Linked DNA regions of Mus musculus: regions 2 and 3 are each linked to region 1. A link is a contact called in public Hi-C data. All regions are on one chromosome and are shown on one strand. The core of a region is the stretch at or near the end of the contact, and the rest is flanking DNA. Distances in the headings are between cores, read along the strand shown.

Region 1 (4,320 bases), core at 785-3,284:
AAAGAACCAGGTAGGAGTCTGACAGGCTCGCCAAGAACAGAGAGGAATCAAATCTTCCCTGAGAATCTTGCAAGATAACTTTTTTTTCTCTGTTTCTGAAGGGACTTGGGTCCAAGTTTTTGCCTGGGGAGAAACTGCTCTCAGGAGCTTGGGGGCAGGAAGAGAGTGAGTCCTGCCTGAGAGGCCCCCTGAGGGTAGAGGGAATTCCAGCGGGGACCCTAGGCAAGGCAGCATTGTGAATAATGAGCCCCCTGTTCAATCAGAGGTGGCTCCAAGCGAGATACTATGCTGAAGGTTTTATGTGGGGACCACAGGTCACCATTTCTCACAGAAACATCCATCACATGAGATATTGCCAAAAGGTGCGTTTCTTACAATACATGGCATTTCATCATTGAGATTAGTTTATTTGACAGTGTGTGTGTGTGTGTGTGTGTGTGTGTGTGTGTGTGAGAGAGAGAGAGAGAGAGAGAGAGAGAGAGAGAGAGAGAGAGAGAGACCATGAAAGGTAGCCTTGTTCCTGGTTGAACTAAAGCTGGAAACCACTGTGATCCTAAAGGAGATGAAAGGCGTGTTTCACCGGTTCCTGCACACCAGGTCCCTGTCACTAGTCTCGGCCCCCCATAGATTTGTGCCCATCAGTCACTTAGGGGCAACGCTCCAAGCCCCTCCACAGGTAGAGGATTTGAAGTGTGGTCACATAGGTTCAAGACAGATCTCTATTTTTATGAGGTACCTAAAGGTTGGGGGACGTAGGCAATAAGCTTTCCTTCCCAGACACTCTTCCCTGCAAAAAGGTATTTAACCTCAGGTCCACCCTGAGAAGTGGGGTACACAGTCTTACTCATCCACTTTCCGCCATGACAATAAATGTCTTAAAACCATGGACTTCCTCTTTTCTTCATGATCCGCCTTGGGGAGCCATGGAGAAGGCCTTTGCCTACAGAGCGGCTGTCTAATCTGTAGAAGGCCTCTCTATGCTCCAAGCCAAGATCGAGCCCAAACTCAAGCCTACTTTTGCAGTCAAGCCAAGAACTTTCCTCGTGGGACCAGCTGGAGCTCCTCCTAACCCCACAACACACAAGCACACACACACACACACACACACACCGCCCTCGGGCCAGATCCAACCAGAGGGTCCCCACTCCATTCTCAGCTTTTCCAAGGCTTCCATAGGTGCCTGGGTGTCTGTGAGCCTGAGAACCAGACAGCCCCAGCCTTGGCCTCCTCACAGGCCTGGGGACCCTGAGCCTGCTCCAGCTCTCAGACTGCAATTCCCCACCTCCAGAGTTGTGTCCCTGGGCTGCCCTACAGCCCAGCCCTGTAGCAGAGCAGACTCGGGACCCCATAACCCTACGTGTGTGTGTGTGTGTGTGTGTGTGTGTGTGTGTGTGTGTGTGTGTGAAGATCTCATACTATATATAGTCCAGATTGACCTCAAACTCACAGTGATCCTCCTGCCTCAGCCTCTCAAGGGTTGGAACTACAGGTGTGTACCACCATACTCAGCTGAGGGGCAGTTTTTCCTTTTCTTATTCAGTGACAGATAAAAGCAACTGGGGGCAACTGAGATTTGTGTAACTCAGCGCTACTTCATTGCGATTTGAATGTGAAATGTCTTGCATAAACATCTGTATTCAGACGGGTCTCAGCAGGAGGCGTTTGGAGAGGTTATGGAACAACCAGACTGTGAGGTTTCGCTGGATGAAATCCATCTGGGGGGGGGGGGCTGGGGGGGGCCTTTGACGTGTTACAGCCAAGTTTCACTTTCTGTTCTTTCTGTGTTCTGCTTTGCAATGCCAGGAGCACTGAGCATGCGCAGCTACGATGTAGTCCCTGTAACCTCTGGATGGGTTAAACACTTTCTCTCTGCCTTTGTTTTTTTATCAGAGTATTTTATCACAGCAATGGAAGGAGATATCGGTCTTACAGATTGAGGACACCGAGGCTCAGAGAAACAGGTTAGGAGACCCGTCCATGGCCTCATGGCCTCTATCTGTACTTGAAATGGGCTACGCTTGCTTCCAGAGAGGCAGCAGGAGGAGAGCTATCCTTCAGGGTGGGGAGTGTCTGCTCTTCAGGCAAGCCTGAGAGGAAGAGGACATCGCAAGACTGCACGCAGGCTGGTGAGCTGCAGGGTGGGATAGAGAGTCAGGAGGACCTAGGGCGGGCTCCACATTGTCAGTGCTCAGCTCCCAGACTTCAACTGACTTTAAGACTCTGCCTCCAGCTTAGATGCAGTTGTTAAATAAATTATTGTATTGGTTAATGGCTGGATCCATCAGTCAATCAACTGGCTGATCAATCGGTTGGTTGACTTGGGGGTGCCATGGCACCTCTGTGGAGGTAAGAAAAGAACATATACTCTACTGTGTGGTCTCAGGTTATCAGCAAGCACCTTTGTCCACACAGCCACGTCCCTCGCCCAGATTCACTTTAATTCATGATAGCTGAATTGTCGACAGAAAACAAGCAAAACCCACAAAGGAAACATCCCCTGCAGATCAGACCAACTGTGACTGACGTTTCAGTAGAGGCTTCCGTAGTGGCAGCTGGAAGTGGAAGAATTCTGAACTCTGATGTTAAGAAAACACACTAAGGCTGGGCAGTGGTGGCGCACGCCTTTAATCCGAGCACTTGGGAGGCAGAGGCGGGCAGATTTCTGAGTTCGAGGCCAGCCTGCTCTACAGAGTGAGTTCCAGGACAGCCAGAGCTACACAGAGAAACCCTGTCTCAAAAAACAAACAAACAAACAAACAAACAAACAAACAACCCAAAAAACCCCACACTAAGTCCTGATCTTGGCTTTTGTGAATGTATGCATGCATGTGTGTTGTGGGATCCAACGACTGGACTCTCTCTGTACCCCAGGCTGGCCTTACTAGATGGGGATGCAGGCCTGGCATATTGCACTTTTTAAGGAAGTCTTAGTTCCTTGAACTCCCTGAGCCTCAGTGTGTTTGGTTGCAAAATGGGAACAGTAAGGACACCAGCCAGGAAGTGCAGTTGTAAATATTTCCTGAGGGTGAGGGGGAGCCTGGCGTGGCTTGTTCTCAGCAAATTGAAGTTAGGGTTTTATTATTGCTGCTGTGAGGTCATCTTGGTGATAGACAGCTCGGGACCTTTCTGTCCACACTGCTCCTGAGACCACAGGCATCATGTATTAGCCCCTCCTCCCTCTGCCTCCCCAGACCCCTGGGAAGGGCGGTGCCTGCTCTCTAGCGCCCCCAGGTGTTCATGATGGTAGTTCATGCACTTTGTTTTCTCCCTGTGCCTTCCTCTCGGCCAGAGATCTTGGGCTAAAGGATCAGGGCCAGGGAGTAAGTAAGAGCCTTGCCACAAACGGAGGGAAGGAGCGTTCTGGACTCTCCCAGGAGCTTCCTAGGGGATCAACCCAAGTGGTACTCCAAACACTTCCCCAAGCCCCAGGACTCCAAGATTCTCAGGTGTGCTGGCTCCGCGGCTCGGACCCTCTGTCAAGCTCCTAATTCAGTGACCTGTGAGTTCATCATAGAGGAAGAGGACGGGACTATGACGGTCACTCTCTGACATGAAACTTAGGGTTGTCCCTCTCCAACTCTGTTTATCTGAGGTGCCCACCTTTGATCTCCAATGCAAAGTCAAATGTCACCTCCTCCAAGATGCCCTCCTGGCTCTCGGACAAGCTCTGGAAATCCCAGAGGTCTTTTCACAAATGCACTAGAATTTGCCAGTCTGCCTATCCTACATGGTCCTCCCTCTCTTCCCTGACAGCACAGAGCTATAATATAGTAGACGCTCAATAAATACAGGCTGGACAAAGACATAGATGACTAAATGCCTGTTCCCGCATTCTGCTGGAAGTTGCAAGGAAATTATCCATTAGATCTTTGCATCTGCCTGCTGTGGCACAAGTAGTCTGAGATTAATGACAGCAGCCACAATAAAAGAAACAACATCCCTCCCCGCTGGACTCTTGCTTTATTGAGGCCTGGCTTACAAGTTGGATTTGGTATCCTTGTCTTTACTGCCCTCTTGTGGTAAAACATTGCTACTGCATCCAGGAAAGTTAGAAACTTCATTAAAAGCAAAGACCCTGTTTTTACCCCCTGAAGTAATGTTTTTAGAATTCCTGAATCAGTTCAAGCCAGGGTCCCACGCTCTGTATGCATCTGTGACCTTCAGTCCATATTCCCAAATTATAAGGGAACTGTAAGAATGATAAATAGGCCCAACCCTAAAACAGCATCATTATACACACCACATCGATTCTGGATTAGAGCTGTTGGATACTTCAGTGTGGCGGGGAAGGATGTGATAAGTATATAGCAAGTTTCTTCC
Region 2 (4,550 bases), core at 859-3,358, 170 kb before region 1:
GGCAACTGTGGCCTACTGGAGTTTCCAGGTCTATGCCTTTAAGGTACCTCACCCGACGTTTCTCTTGATCTTCTGCCCTCTGGTCACTCTCCCATGCATTCTCCGAACCTTCCTGTGACACTGCCTCCTTGAATAATGACTTTATCTTCCCCCAGGTCTTTGATCTTTTGAATGTCATCTGCTAAAATTGGGATTGAAATTATTCTATTGGTAGAATGTGATTATGGTTTATGGAGGGTTTTGTTGTCGTTTGTTTGTTTGCTTGCTTGTTTGCTTGCTTGCTTGTCTTTATAAAGGGGCCTCTTGTGTCTTAGGCTGGCCTCGTACTGGCTAATCATCTCAGGAAGACTTTGAATATCTGATCCTCCTGCCTCTACCTTCCAAGTGGTGTGATTTCAGGAGTGCAGCACCATGTATGGTTTAGGTGGGGCTGGATATTGAACTCACGACTTTGTGCATGCTGGGAAAGGGATCTGCCGATTGTGCTGTTTCGTCAGCCCTGGGTGCAAGTGTGTGCATTCACTGAGAAACACTGACCTCAGACAACTCCAAAGAGAGAATATTCTCACCAAGAGATGAGAGTTTCTACCAGTTCATAGAGTATCACTGACTTCCTTTGCGGGGGCGGGGCCGGGGCGGGGCGGGGGCGGGGGCGGGGCCGGGGGGCGTGGAAGGTAAGCTTAGGGCCAGTTTGGAAGAAGTACCATACCAACCACTTTCCTATACATTCCAGCAACCAGGAACCTCCTAATTAAATAGTGTCCTATTATGTGACCGGATTGTGCATTTCCAGGAAAGACAAAGTAATTGAATTAGCTTTGAAATGTCAGCCCTGCGGCAGATACTGTTGTGGGCTGAGATGGAGCAATTTTTTTTTTTTTTTTTTTATGGCTGCTGGCAACCTCGTGGTTAACTCTAACAGTTATGTGCGGCATTTGGCATAAACGAATGCTCATCTGCCTAAAGAAATGAAGCCCTTAACTCACTGCCTTTCTGGACTCGAACTTCCCGGTTTTCTCCGATAGTTGGTTGTGAATTTTGAGAGTGTGGACTCAACTTTCTCTCAGTAGATGAAACCCTCACAGAAAGAATTGTCACCCACTATATAGGGTGTGGCTACCAACCTCCACTGCACTGTGTCTGGTTGTTTTGACTGTTGATTCACCTCATCATAAACAGCTAAGTGCTTACTATCGCCCAGGCATCCTTCTGAGCCTTAGGAAAGAGCAGAGAGGAGTCGAGTGTGATTTGTGATTACAGAGCTCTGGCTTTGGAGTGTCCAGCCAGAGGGAACAGGTGCAAGCACCCTGAAGAGGAAAGAGCTTGGTTTGGTGGCAATCCAGGGGAGGAGTGTGCAGCTGAGGCAGACTTGTCCTGGATGCTAAGGCCAGGAGAGGCAGGCAGCACCAAGTGACACTAGGTGGTGGCGTTTCATTCTAAACACAACAACAAAGAGGATATCGGGAGACTTCTAAGCAGGAAAAGGAAATGACTTGTATGGTTTTCTAAGGATCACTCTGGCTACCTAACAGGAAACAAAGTCTAGGGAGGCAGGAATGGACAAGACAGGAAAAGTATTGCAGAGTTCCAGGTGGAAAGTGGTGGTGATGTGGGTCAGAATGGCAGCAGTGAGACAGGAGGAGAGGCGATGTGGTGTGGGTGGTGGATGGACGGGGCGAAAGAAGATCTGAAGGTGACTTGCATTTTCCTCAAGCAAACGTGTGGATGGCGCTGCCAAGGCAGAGGTACAGGTGGCCATATGAAAATCTCCTTCCTGGATCATGTCTTCTGTGTCATTGACTTCATTCAATATGTTTCCTGGCCTGATGGTACGTGATTTTTATTTTATTTTATTTTATTTTATTTTATTTTATTTTATTTTTTGGCTCCTTGACTCATTAACATAGGAAAATATTTACTTCCTTCTGTAGATTCAAAGAACACCAAGGCACAGCAAAAGAGCATCCACTGAATATAATCAGGAGTTACCTACTTGAGCTATAACCTTTGCAGTGCTCTTCCTTTCTGGGAATCTCTGGCAGTGCCATCATTGATGGAAGGCAGTCTTGAGTGAGCCAGTGTTAAGTGACAGGTGTGGCTCTACGTGGCTCCGGTGAACGATGTCATCCAGTCTTCGTATAACCTGAGAAGTGAAATGGATTTCTTAACTCAACTCTTAGATAAAGAAACCAAGACTCACAGAGATAAAAGTCGCCTCTCAAGGTCATATGTATATAAGGGAAAGGTCAAAGGTTGAATTGAAACATGGGTCCCTTTGACCCCTGTGCTGTGCTGTCCTTTCAAATTTCACACTGAGCATTGTTTAGGGCTGGGACAGATGTTGGCACACAGCTGGGTGAAACACCTGCTTTGGTGATGCAGGTGCATCTGAGCCATAGGAACAATGATGGTGTTGGTGATCATCAGCTCCTATGAAGAGGACACACTAAGCAAAACAACACTGATGGTGCTGATGGTCATCAGCCTCTATGAAGACAACACACACACTGTGAGAGCTTCATGGCTGAGGACAGCCACAGGCCGCTGGGAATGCCTCTTGTTGGATGTGGAAGAGAATATGGAAATGTTTGGAGACATCTTTGCTCAGGACAGTAAATGACATTCACCTGCGTTTCAGAGGGAGGGGCGGCAGGAACACTAAAGACCCTGGCATACTTAGATGAACTTTCTGTCCCAAATGTTAGGAGTAGCATCGAGACGTTGGACCATCTGGTCAGTTTCTAAACTCTAGCCCATGACTAAGAAGCCTTTCTATCATGGAAGAGACCAGAGCATATTGATGGTAGTTGACTGTGCTAATGAGGTTTTGACTTAGAGTTTGGATTGAAAATTGAAGCTAGGCCTTCCATGATGCATGAAAGCCAAGGCAAATTGAGCTCATTCTGGAGGTCTGCTGGAGCTGAGGGGTTTCCTCCCTTCTCTTCTCCCATCATTTAAAAGAATTTGCCCTGTAAGATGAGTACTTAACTGGGAAGCTACAAGCTGGTATAGCCGGTATTGAAATACACTCGGGAGCCCTTAACAAAGAATATCTGATTACAGACAGAAACTTGAGTCTGTTTGTTTTCTGTTCATTTAATTTGATGTTTTTAATGATGCTGCAGGTTATTTGAAATACTCTATTTCAATGTACCCTTTATTTGTTGCACTCGCATCCTGAGGCGTAGAGGGTGAGGTACTTAGAAACCTCAAACAATACATTTCTGCTGGAAACAAGAAAGACAGTGCATCAGGGATGCTCTAGAATCTTAAGAAATAATTAGCCTGAATTTGAGTTCAGAGATAATTATAACAGATCTGTCCCATTCACCAAAACTAAACTTAAAAGAATATGAAAGATCAGTTAGAAACAATGACACTGTGAATGAGATAAATAGACATTGGGAGTTGGCTCCAAACATTGGAAAGGAGTAAGCTAACGTATAGTAGTTTTGGAGGCCAGAGATACAACTGGTTTCACCTCCCATCTCCTCTTCACTCTGATTTCAGATCAGTGGAGGAAACGGATGTGCACTGATTTGATCTGACCACTTGTTTATGTGCTTTCTCCCTGACCTAGAGCAAGCTTTCTTATCACAAGGATCTTTATGCTTATCCTCTCCCATCACGCTGGGATGATAAAGCCCGGTACATAGCATGCGTTCCATGTTCACCTGGTGTAGTAGGCTATGAGGGATGCCCAAAATATCCAAGGGCATATCCTTGAGGCCTGTTAATATGCTGCATCTCTCAAAATAAAGAGGAATTAAGGTTCTGAGTGGAGTTGAATTTGCAAATCAACTGACCATTAAATAGGGAGAGAGTTCTGAGGTATCCATTGGAATCAATGTAGGAAAGGAAGGCAGACTTTAACAACGATGGGTATGGGGGAAAAAAAATCTCGCTGACTTTTAAAACAGAATATCCATGGTTAATTGAAGTGGAAATTTCTAGTTTCATTGTAAACTCAGTTGTGTCACGTGATTTTTTTTCTTTTTCTGGAAGCTGTCTTGTGAGAGGGTATTTTGCTGAAGCAGACTCGTGAGAGGGCAGCTAATGTCTGGAAAGGATATAAATGGAGCCCAACAAACAGTGAAAGGTCCCTCTTGCATTGCAAAGCCATGCGTTGCTTTACTGGTCTTTGCTGGTCATTACGTCATAAAGTGAAACATGCCAAAGAACTTCTTGTGGTATTCCGGCTGATTCTTGCTGCTTCTGTTGACTCATGCTCATCTCATTTGGTGGAGCCTTGCGGTTTCTGCTGGATTGAGACACTGCTATTGATTCATGATTGCTGTTTGCTATTGGACTGGACTGCTGGTATCGGACAACCCCCCCCCCCAAAGAACTACTTCTAAACAGATCCACAAACCCTTTTTCCTATTAACCTTCTTTCTTCCCAACCTCTAGTCGGTGGGCTAAAAGGAAGGTTGAAGCCTTCAAGAACCCTAAATAAAGTTGCTTTAGAAAAATCTAAGCCTATAACTAATAAATGTGTTTGGCTATGGGAGGTGGGAAAGACAAAAAAAAAGATTTATTGATTGATTGAT
Region 3 (4,368 bases), core at 1,617-4,116, 220 kb before region 1:
ACCATGCCTGCTTGGATGCTGCCATGCTCCCACCTTGATGATAATGGACTGAATCTCTGAACCTATTAGCCAGCCCCAGTTAAATGTTGGCTTTATAAGAGTTGCCTTGATCATGGGGTCTATTCACAGCAGTAAAACCCTAACTAAAATAGAATTTTTGGTACCAGAAGTGGGATACTGCTGTGATAGACCCGACCATGTTTTTGTTTGGAATGTAGATTTTGGACTTTGAATTTGGAAAGCAGTGGAATTCTTTAAGTGGAGCTTAATGAACCATCCTAGGAAAAATATGGGAGACTTTGTTGCTGAGTGTAATTTGAACTGTGGAAGCCTGCCTCTAGAGGTTTCCGTGGAGAAGAATTTTAAGATGTTGCCTAGAAACTGTTCTTGTGATATTTTGGTGAAGAATGTGGCTGCTTTTTGCCTTTGTTTGAAGAGTCTACTTGAAGCTAGAATAAAGAGATTTATATTAATTTGCATTGACAAAGGAAGTCTCAAAAAAGCCCAAAAGAAGCCAGGCATGGTGGCTCATGCCTTTAATCCCAGCACTCCGGAGGCAGAGGCAGGTGAATTTCTGAGTTCGAGGTTAGCCTGGTCTACAAAGTGAGTTCTAGGACAGCCAGGGCTATACAGAGAAACCCTGGCTCGAAAAACAAAACAAAACAAAACAACCAAACCAAACCAAAACCAAAACCAAAACCAAAACAAAACAAAAGCCCCAAAGAGACTTTATTCTTTGGTTAATTCTCATGAAGAGTGTTTTGAACAAGTGTAGCAAGCATAGAAAAGAAAAATATAAAATGTATGATTCAAGACATAATAAAGGGGCACCAGGAGAAGAAATGCAGCTGAATCCTATGTTCAAGGAGATAAAGAGATTAAAGAAGTAATAATCTCAGGGCAAGATCCCACCCAGCTAAGCTTATTGTTTGTGTCTGCAGTTGAACAAGGAATAGTTTAGTTTAGACTTTTAATCTGCTATGAACTACAATCCAGAAATAGAAGGCACACTTGTGATCCAGATCTTGAGGTTGAAGACACAGGGTTTTGATCTGGATCTTGAGGAACAGTGGCCATGAAAAGCTTAGGCCCAGGCAAGGTAGTACACACCTTTAATCCCAGGAGACAGAGGCAAGTAAATCTCAGAGTTCAAGGCCAGAGCACATACCCCCATAAGACCAATACATGAGGCCAAAACAACATTATTCACAAGAACCAAAAGGAAGAAGAGACCAAGTGTACATCAACTGGCAAATAGATAAATAATGTGGTATGTCCACACAATGAAACAGTATTCCCAATTAAAAAACGAACTCCTGACTCATAGGCAAAACTTGAAAATCGTTATGCAAAGGGTCAGAGGGTAGAGAATAAAGGGTCACATGGTAATATTTTATGTGAAATACCAGGCTAGCACATTTCTAGACTCAGCACATTAGTGGTGGCCAGTTCAATATGCTATGGAGAACTGGTCATGACAGCTATGGAGTTAGAGATTTCTACTGTAATAATTAAGACATTCTAAATCAACTGTGGTGGTGGTGTGTATAACAATGGATACACTGAAAGTCTTTGGATTGTGTACTTTGACATACTGAAACACACAAAGACAAGCAAAACATCAAAGGCATGTTTCTTCTGAGCTTGAGAGGTCAATGCTAAGTGAAACCATTATCCTGAGAAGCCTTAAAAAACCATAGAGGGAGGAAAAAATAGGTTATACTAAAGTTTTGGCCCCAGTCAGTAACTTTTAAAATAGTCTCCCCGAGTAAAAGCATTCTAGAAAAGTCAGGGCCAGGATGGGGTGAGAGGTGTTCCCCACTGGAGGAGTTACCCAAGAACTGTACTTACACATAACAGGACACCCTTCAGCAATGAAGAGCCAATACCCAACAACTCAGATGGGCCAACACCAGCAACCCAGACAAATGTCGGATACATTGTGCTGAGTGAAGGGAACCAGACGGTACAAACACCTGATTCCTTGGGTAGGAAGACCCAGGAAAGGCAGCTGGAAGGGAAGGTCACCAGCTTAGAAGGGCGCGGGGAGTCTGGGGTGGGGGGAGGGGCTGATTATAGAGAAGGGATAGAACTTTTTGAATCGATGGGAATTTTATGCCTAGATTTTTGTGGCTTTTGAAAACTAAATAATAAAAATAGTGAACTGATCTGTTTGCCAATGGAAAACTAAAACATCCGGGGAAAGGACACGAAGAGCATACGTAGATGTTCCCGTGGAAGATGTCTGCTCAAGGAATGGGGCTGTGGCATCAACACTCTGACCCTCAGGTGACTCACGGGCCACAGGGACTTCCCCAATGCTTAAGCGATCTAAGCTTGTCAACCTCCAAAGCCAAGACTGGGCATGGGTCTTACAGCTGCTATCTTTACCTTCCTCTCTCTTTCTTCCCCGACCCCCTCATCCTTGTGTGCTCCGGCACCTCCCTACTTGTTAAGGGCTCTGGGCTCTCCCTGTGCTAGATCGAGTCTTGAGCAGAGCGGGACCTTCTTTACCTTAGCCGGCTCCTTGGTATGCTTACTTTCCCACTGTTAAGCCTGATGTGAGCTAGGCCCCGCAATCCCACATTTCTGATTCATAACCTTCCCAAAGAGACTCAGCCCAGAGCAGGCATGTTCTGTGGCTGTCAAAATTGCCATTTGTCCATTTAGAGTGGAAAGGTAGATTTCCTACACGGCTCTGGGACAATCGCAGGTTCCCCTCCTTCATGGGCCAGCCTTTGGAAATCACACCAGCTCTCTGGCCCGGCGGTCTTCTGGTCCTCGGCTTCTTTGCTGCTCTCCTCCTCTCCTCTGTGGCCCTCATTTGTCATCTCCCTTAGCACACAGGCCTTATTGTCTGTGCTCCATGGTGACTCAGGGCTAGCGTCTGTTACTGGGCTAATTAATGGCCTGGCCACGTGCACGGAAGGTTTTTCCAGGGAGGGACATGCCAGCTCTTTCTGGTGCTCTGGGCTCCAGGCTGCAGCACCCCAGCCCTGGCTGCACGTGGGAAGTCGGCCTGGGCCTTCTTCCTGCTTCAGCTCTTTCTCCTTGCTTCTCCGGGAGCAGGGAAACAATTTCCTCTTTTCATAGCAACTCAGTGGCAGGCAGATTAATGAACCTGAGCCCAGCACCGAGGCCCCAGCGTGCCAAGAATGTCTGCGGTGCATTCAGGGGTCCCAGTGGCAGGCTGCAGGAGGGACAATCGGTGACAACAAAAGACACAGGGCTGCGCAGTCAAGTTCCCAGCAGCGGCTGCTGCTGCTCCTTCCGACCCCAAGTTCCACTGCGGAAATGATCCTTCACCTCCCGCTCCTCCGGAGCCCAGTATATGGCACTCCACACTCAGAGAGCCTCAGCTTCCCAGGCGCTAGCTCTCAGGCTTCACTTCACTGTTGGGAGCAGAAAGCCAGTCCAGCCATATCCATTGGCCATGCTGTAAACACCCTGCCTATGGTGTGCCCCAGTAAGGTCTTGGGTGGAGCTGTGATGGATGGAAGGACAGCTGCTGAGGCCCACTTGTAACAGGCATGCTGCTGGTGAGCAGCTGCCATATGCTCTGTTGTAAGACTGTGAGGCCCAGACGTGAGCCAGTTGGGTGGTTTTAGGTGTGTCCCTGTCCAGGTCCTGGTCCCGGTCCCGTCCCCCGTCCCCCTCCCCTGCCCCGTCCCCCATCTCCCTCCCCTCCCCCTCCCCTGCCTCTCCCTCTCTGTCCCTCTCTCCCTCTCTGTCCCACTCTCCCTCTCCATCCCCTTCTCCCTCTCCTTCCACCTCTTCCTTCCCCCTCTCTCTCCCTTCCCCCTCCCCCTTTCTCTTCCCCTCCAACCCCCCCCCCACCTCTCTCTCCTTCCTTTCCATGGTAGTTCTTTACAAACTGCAATACAGTACTTACTTCACTAAATGAGAAACAGACAGTCCTGTGTGGGCCTAGGAGAACTTTGCTTTGGAAACACAAAGCAAAAAATGAGCCCCCAGAAAAGGAGGTTTGCAAGCAGCCTCAAAACGAGGACAATGAAGTAGTCAATAACCACATTGGGCACCAGATGCTGCCTGTGCCCTGGACCACCCGATGCCCAACCCTACTTGCACTTGGGAGTTGGAAGTAAGGTGGCTCAGAATCAACAGACTTCAGGAACAGATGAGAAATGCCACAGCAAGCTCATCTGAACGCTTTTATAAGCTCCTTTAATACCCTCTACCCGTGCCCACATATATACACACATAGACAAATACACACAAAGACATACCACACCACATACATACATAAACACATTCACACACACACACACACACACACACACACACGCGCGCGCACACACACACACACACACACACACAGAGTTGTGCCTTACAGATGTTCTCTTGTTA

What was found. A called contact is a pair of places that touch in the nucleus more often than the background predicts.
Region 2: a Hi-C map of the N1E-115 cell line shows a contact between it and region 1, with 5 times the contacts expected there. The contact joins two enhancer-like sites. A contact is called at or near these places in 21 of 484 Hi-C or Micro-C datasets (the N1E-115 cell line, embryonic limb bud, embryonic stem cells and 7 more).
Region 3: a contact with region 1 is called in a Hi-C map of the N1E-115 cell line, with 2.4 times the contacts expected there. The contact joins two enhancer-like sites. A contact is called at or near these places in 1 of 15 datasets of contacts at CTCF or cohesin (the NIH/3T3 cell line) and 4 of 484 Hi-C or Micro-C datasets (the N1E-115 cell line, embryonic stem cells and palatal mesenchyme).

Annotation. Positions count from the first base shown.
Region 1 is chr19:56,251,722-56,256,041 of GRCm38.p6, forward strand. No RefSeq gene overlaps it. Among named protein-coding and RNA genes, the nearest start is that of Gm32144, 13 kb to the right of the region's middle. Within about 2 kb of position 2,035, at least 26 of the 459 cell types and tissues checked have an H3K27ac peak or open chromatin away from gene starts, as enhancers often do. A contact at or near this core is called in the N1E-115 cell line, where this site is marked.
Region 2 is chr19:56,079,408-56,083,957 of GRCm38.p6, forward strand. Gm4470 (a long non-coding RNA gene) reads left to right here. Exons shown (of 3, transcript XR_386811.3): 2 at 1,715-1,829; 3 at 1,932-2,008. It overlaps Gm52387 (a long non-coding RNA gene), which reads right to left. Exons shown (of 3, transcript XR_003952892.1): 3 at 2,069-2,143. Among named protein-coding and RNA genes, the nearest start is that of Gm4470, 3.7 kb to the left of the region's middle. Within about 2 kb of position 2,109, at least 1 of the 459 cell types and tissues checked has an H3K27ac peak or open chromatin away from gene starts, as enhancers often do. A contact at or near this core is called in the N1E-115 cell line, where this site is marked.
Region 3 is chr19:56,026,670-56,031,037 of GRCm38.p6, forward strand. No RefSeq gene overlaps it. Among named protein-coding and RNA genes, the nearest start is that of Gm4470, 49 kb to the right of the region's middle. Within about 2 kb of position 2,867, at least 117 of the 459 cell types and tissues checked have an H3K27ac peak or open chromatin away from gene starts, as enhancers often do. A contact at or near this core is called in the N1E-115 cell line, where this site is marked.